Linked DNA regions of Mus musculus: region 1 is linked to region 2. The links are chromatin contacts, called in public ChIA-PET maps. All regions are on one chromosome and are shown on one strand. Each heading gives the region's core, a stretch centred on a gene start, on an enhancer-like site or on the middle of the called end of the contact. The rest is flanking DNA. Distances are from core to core; before and after follow the strand shown. Region 1 has its middle 27 kb from the start of 5730460C07Rik. Region 2 overlaps St6galnac5 (ST6 (alpha-N-acetyl-neuraminyl-2,3-beta-galactosyl-1,3)-N-acetylgalactosaminide alpha-2,6-sialyltransferase 5).

Region 1 (2,931 bases), core at 3-2,502, 840 kb before region 2:
AACCAGATGCCTGCTGAGCAACGAGGAGAGCAGAGGAATTGCCTGCTGAGACTCCTAGGCCAGAAAGGGAGGCGTGACCTCTGACCTTGCTGCAAAGCTGTGGGGGGAGGTTCAAATCACCTTTAAAAATATTTGTTTTGTTTGTTTGTTTGTGTGTGTGTGTGTGTGTGTGTACATGCATGCAGGTGGTGTGTAGTTTGGACATGATGCAGTGGCTTGTGCTTCTAGTCTCTGCACTTGAGAGCCATAGGCAGGCAGATCTCTGTGAGTTCAGAGCCAATCTGCTCTGTATCAAAAGTTCCAGGTCAGATGAGCTATGTAGTGAGATACTGCCTCAAAACCACAAATGCTTAGAGTAGGGTATTTGACAGTAAAATATATGAAATACTCAAGATCAGTTTTGAAATTTCAACTTTTGCAAAAATTTCTTAATATTTCAAGATGTGGATAAGTAAATTACATTCCTGCTGCTGAGTTAAGCTAGACTAGTGGACACTTAGAGGGTCCTGATGCAATAACGTGTGTCTGGGGCGATCTACAACCCCATTTCCTTTGCTGTGACCTTAGAGAGGCACATCATGCCATGCTGGGCAATCTTCCACTGATGTCACTTCAGTTGGCTCATCTAATTTTTTAAGTGATTTGTCTTTTTTGAAACCAAAGGGTACTATTAAAAACATCACATCAGCTAGGCATGGTCACAGACCTATCAACCCAGCCTCAGAAGACTGCAGCAGGAGGATCATGAGACCAGCCTGGGTTACATAATGAGAACTTATCTGACAACAATAAGAACTGTCTCTGTGGTATCACTTATCTTCACCAGTGACACATGTACAGGACAAAGAAAATGTCTTGCAAGACCCTTATGATGGTGGGGTGCTTCTGACATTATCTGGGGCTTAAAACCTAAGTTTTAATAGGGAGATGTGTCCCTTCTGGGAGAAGAAAACACATATATTCAATGAATGACAGGTCTCAAAAAACAACAGATAAAATTGCATTCTTATCATATATTCAAAGGAAATACGTATTTTGGTACTTGTGATGGAGTAGGGTAAAGGGCAGGTGCAGAGCGGAGATACAATGTTGCAGTTGTTGAGCCTAGCAGGGGTGGGGGGTCAGAGTGTGGCAGCACACAGACATGATAGCTTTGTTCCCTGGGAAGTCCCTGGTCAGAAGACCCTCCTTCCCTTCTCACCCCAGCTGTTTTTTGTTTTGTTTTGTCTGATTTTCCACGGGGTCATGAACAGAGGACCTGACAAACCAGGAGAAAGGTCATGCGGTTTCCAGCTGCAGTGCACTGTTTGTTTGCTGAGTATTCAAGTCAGCAGTACTTTTTGTGGTTTTGGTTTTTTCGATGTTTTTTTTTTTTTCTTTTCAACTTCACACTTTTGACTTTCCAAAGCAAGTAGGAACCTCACATTTTTGAGGGTCCCCAATCTCCTCATGCTATTTGATCCAAAAACTACCTACAAATTCAAGGCAGTCTCAAAATATTGTGTGTAGTTAGGAGGTGGGGGAGAAGGGATAGGGAGAAATATGATCCAAAACAATAAAAGTTGAAACCAACTAAGACGCCAGTTTTCTCCAGGCAGCTGGGACACAAGCAAGGTTCCACTCAGCACTTGAGAAGTTCCACTTAGTGACGGTTGTGGAGTTTTCTCTTGGCCACAGTGTGAGATGGCCCAGGTGAGCTTTAGTCTTTCTTTAAATGATCCACTGATGCCTTTAAAGCTACTGTTTGTCAGAGTTTTTATAAAATACAATCATGAATCCAAAGAACACAGCGTCACCTTCACACATAGGTACTTTCCCCAAGTATAGTGAGAAGGTCACCCACGAGTGCTTTGTCCACAGTGCTTAAGAGTCATTTTCCAGTTTTCCTGCAACATCACAGTACTTCTCTTAACTTTCGCTTTGAGACATTGCCCCACTCTGCAGCTCAGCCTGATCTGGAACTCACTGTGTAGCCCAGGCTGGCCTTCCTTGAATTCACGGCAATCCTTCTGCCTCCACCTCCAGGTGTTGGTGTTGGGATGGCAGATCTGAGGAACCTTTCTTGATGCCACCCTCTCTGCCTAAACATAGAATTTAGTCCACTATAAAGTCCGGTTAATGTGTCCAGCTGACATGTCAAGACACCTGTTAAGTGGACATTTTCAGAGAAGGCATAACTACCTCTGAACCCTCATTTCTTCTTCTTTGATTCTCTTGTAAGAAAACAATTTCACAGCCACTCCATAAGGAGGTGACATAAGTTTCTCTACCAGGACTTGTGTGCGTGACAAGATAATTCTGCTGACTCTAGTCTGGGCACTTTCGAAGTTCATCCAGATGGCTGCAATCTGTCCTTCTGACTGAGGAATGTGCCTAGACCTGTGGCAAGCTCAGGCTGTTTTCCTCCATGCTTCCTCTAATCCAAGCTGCAGCTTTGCAGCATGGTATCCACTGAAACCACAGCCCCACAGCAGCGACCCAAAGCTGCTCAACAAATGTAGGGAAAGCTTGGGACCAGAATGATTTGATTGGTTTCCAGGGTCTGTTTTCTCTGTAATGTTTTTATTAGTAATTATTAACCACCCATATAATGGGTTTTGTTGTGACATATTAACTGCCTCCAGACTTAGAAAACAGTTCTTTGGTTTAGTTAGGACCCTTGCTTATTTTCATTAAACACTCTAAACCTGCTAAGCGTGTAAGTTCCAAACATTTTAGTTAGCGATGAAAATAAAAACTCATCTTGAACCTGCTTCATAAATAATGAAAGTTTGGTTGTTCTGGTGTCCACAGGACAAGGCAGGGAGTAGCTGAGGGACAATCAGGAGACCTATGGCCTCATGTCCCGTCCGCTAGGCCTTCTGTCCCTCCATCTCTTATGTTCTCCTTTTGCAGGCCAGTTTCAAAGCTACTTCCAGACAATCTCCTTTG
Region 2 (3,173 bases), core at 364-2,863:
GGCATCGTATCTGTGGTTCGTGGCTTTGGAAAACTGAATCTAAACCTAAAGAAGTAACTTAACAACCTACAGAGGAGCTACGGCCCTGACAGTTGCTAAGGTTAGCTTGGCTGATCCATCATTCCCTCTGGTACTAGGCGAAAAGGAAGGACAGAGGAGGAAGAGGGGGAGGAAAAGAGGGAGAGAGGGAGGGGAGGAAGAGGGAGAGGAAAAGAGGGAGGGCGGTGCTGTGGGAAATATTAAAAAATGAAGAACCATCATGCTCCCGCACTTGTGCCTCTAACTCTTGGCTGGCTGGTGGGCAATGGCCTGGGAAACTCTAACAGCTACACCTTACCCCTCTGCAGTCTGTTCCAAAGAGGACCTAACTCTCTCCTGCTTTGCCCTCTTCTTCAGTCCAACCCGGAAGTCCCGCCTACTCGCCCAGTGATTGGCTCCTTTATTCATTAGAGGATTGGTTCACAAGAAGCCACCTGAGTACATTACTGTCCTGAGAGAGCAAGCAGCATAGAGCCATCCACAGCAGGGAGGGGAAGAGGGAGAGAGGGAGGAAGAAAGAAAAGAAAGGGATGAAGCTAGAAGCCTTGCAGATGTGGGAAGTGGTGTGTGTATGTGGCGATCAGAGGACAACCTTAGCAGTCATACCTCAGATAACACCCATCTTTTTGTTTGTTTCTTTGTAACAAGTCCTCTCACTGGCCTTGAAGAGGTTTGTTAGTCAGCCCCAGCGACCCGCCTGTCTCCGTCTCCCTGTGTGCTGGATTGCAAGTGCACATTGCCTCTCCCTACTTTTTACATCTGTTCTGGGATCTAGCACGTGTCCTGGTCCTTTCAAAGCAAGCATGTTACCCACCTGGGAAGTTAGCTCTTTGATACTATTGTCCGGCTGACTAGTCTTAGCTCACAGCATCCTGGGCTCTGCACCTGTATGGCTCAGACTTTGTCTCAAGGTTTTAATTGGCCGATTATGTCACCATCATCATGCCCCGAGGCCACCCGCCCTCTTTTGAGCCTCACAAAGGTATCGACCTCCCATGTCTTCTTTTGTTTAGGCTTCCGGGTCTGAACTTTGGGTTCTCTAACTGCATTCAGACTCTGGAAAATGAAGGTTTTCCAGGTTACCTTTGAAAGATCTTTGAGTGATGGGTTCCTTTCGGCCACACAGAATTTTAAGAGTGGAAAAAAAAAAAAAGACCTGTGGATTTAGTCAAACTGCAGCAGCATTTTTTTTTTTCCCTCAGAAATAAAACCTGTCAGTAGCTAGCCCTGGGGAATGTAAACATACCCTTACCTGTAATTAACCTAGGGCTCTCGGTTCTTGATGCAAATGGAGTTTTAGTTGTTTCCTTTATAGAGGAGCAGGAAGCCTGCATTTCAGTGGAGAGCCAGATCTCTGCGGCAGCTCTCTCCCATCTCCTTCTAGAGAGCCCCAGTGAAAATGATAAAGCTAGAGCCGCATTTGATGTAAGACATATGGTAGCTACTGTAATAATATTATCACCAGCTTCTTCAGTGGCTTTGTCAGTCAGGTGCAATTCCACATATTGTCTGAGATAAGAGAGTCCACCCCCAACCCCTCCTCCCACTTCCTGTTGTTGACAGCAAGGCCTTCCTAAAAGTGGCCTAAGAGCTTTGTGACAGATGTGAGGTTCCCGCTTCAAATGTGAGTAATTAGGCTGAGACTAAGGACTGCATGTTAAAGCCTGACCACGCGAGAAGAGAAGAAACCCAGGGAACACTGTGAATATTTCTGATAGTCATTAGCAGGCTAAGCGGGGAGCTTTTGCTAGCTAGTTCTGACGAATCTAGAGGAGGGAAAAGAAGAAAGCAAAGCAAAAAGAAAAAGAAAGAAAGGAAAGGCACCTCGCCCTTTAGAAATCCTCTGTGGGGTCTTCAGCTACGATTTTGACATTTCAAGCTAATCAGGGACATTATAAATTTGTAGGTAACATTTAAAAGCTATACACAGCACTCAAGGAGTTGGCCGTCACCACGTTCATCCCATTGTGCTTTGGGTTGTTCTGTGACTCAAGCTTTGCTTTGCTTGATTGCTAATTTAATAGGAGTTACTTCTGCACTCCAGGCCAGCGGGCACGCAATAAACATGGTTGCGTGAGGAGCTGGCTCCGCAGCGTGTCGTCCTGGGCTTGGTTCTGTGTACTCAGTCTCACAGACTCTGAAGACTCTAGCAGTGTGTTAAAATGGACACACCCCGCCTTTTAAAGAAAGATGTGAAAATAAATAATAAATAACAACAATGTGTCAAAGTGATTTTCATTGCTCGGATTAATAAAAGGAAGCTAACGCTGTGCCTGCATAGGAGGAAAATCACATTATATTTCTTTTTTTCCCTTTTAATGCCACCCCTTGTGCAGAATTTATTTTTCAAAAATCCCACCAAAGACCCATAAAGCAGTGAGTTCTATTCAGGAGTTATTATTTAGGCACAAATCATGGGCAGTCAATGTGCAGAGCACACTCTTGGTGAATTCAATAAATATGTATATGCAAAGTGCAGGTTGGCGAGTTATTCTGCTACGAAGTGCTAAATAACTTGAAGTAATGCCATTAACTTCAGAATGAAATTGGCATTTTATTACTTTGTTGTTAGATTTAAATTATTTGGTTAATTTCTTTTCTTTTCCCCCTTGTAGAGGAGAAATTGCCCACAGGTCAAAAACTTGGGTTGCTAAGCTATCACAAGAACTACAGACCTCTGGTGCTAGGATCTATAGAAAAACACTCAGGGTTTCCAATAAAGGCCTAGAGCAACCAGTAGACCAAGGCATTTTGATGCCTTTTAATTCAAGTTACAGAGAACAGTGGGTGCCTATAAAGCCTAGCCCTCTCCAGCCCCTGCTGGTGCAGCCACGAGTACAATTAAGCCCTGCTTCTCTTAATATATGCGTATTAGATTGATTTCCTCGACATGCCATGTTTAGCATTTCTCCCATGCTCAACAATAAGCATTCCCAAATCCATCCGGTCACTTCTTACCAGATGAAGCTGAGGGTCTGAGGAGAGCTGTCACTAAAGCAAAGACCAGAAATCACCTGACTCGTCAAACACTGAACTCTCTGCTAAAATAGCCAAAATGGTTTCTTCTGCACTAACCCTTTAAGACGTCAGAGCCAGGAAGCATTATTATGGAAGCAGAAGCGTTAGAAGGAAGC

The links. ChIA-PET counts read pairs in DNA pulled down with a chosen protein or histone mark.
Region 1: an RNA polymerase II ChIA-PET map of memory CD8 T cells shows a contact between it and region 2, with 28 read pairs. The contact joins two enhancer-like sites. A contact is called at or near these places in 3 of 115 datasets of contacts at active chromatin or transcription factors (memory CD8 T cells, regulatory T cell precursor and thymic regulatory T cells).

The regions. Positions count from the first base shown.
Region 1 is chr3:153,763,227-153,766,157 of GRCm38.p6, reverse strand. No RefSeq gene overlaps it. Among named protein-coding and RNA genes, the nearest start is that of 5730460C07Rik, 27 kb to the left of the region's middle. Within about 2 kb of position 1,252, at least 44 of the 459 cell types and tissues checked have an H3K27ac peak or open chromatin away from gene starts, as enhancers often do. A contact at or near this core is called in memory CD8 T cells and thymic regulatory T cells, where this site is marked.
Region 2 is chr3:152,927,236-152,930,408 of GRCm38.p6, reverse strand. The region is part of intron 2 of St6galnac5 (ST6 (alpha-N-acetyl-neuraminyl-2,3-beta-galactosyl-1,3)-N-acetylgalactosaminide alpha-2,6-sialyltransferase 5); the gene reads left to right. All of the region lies in intron 2 of Gm46830 (a long non-coding RNA gene), which reads right to left. Among named protein-coding and RNA genes, the nearest start is that of Gm46830, 29 kb to the right of the region's middle. Within about 2 kb of position 1,613, at least 80 of the 459 cell types and tissues checked have an H3K27ac peak or open chromatin away from gene starts, as enhancers often do. A contact at or near this core is called in memory CD8 T cells and thymic regulatory T cells, where this site is marked.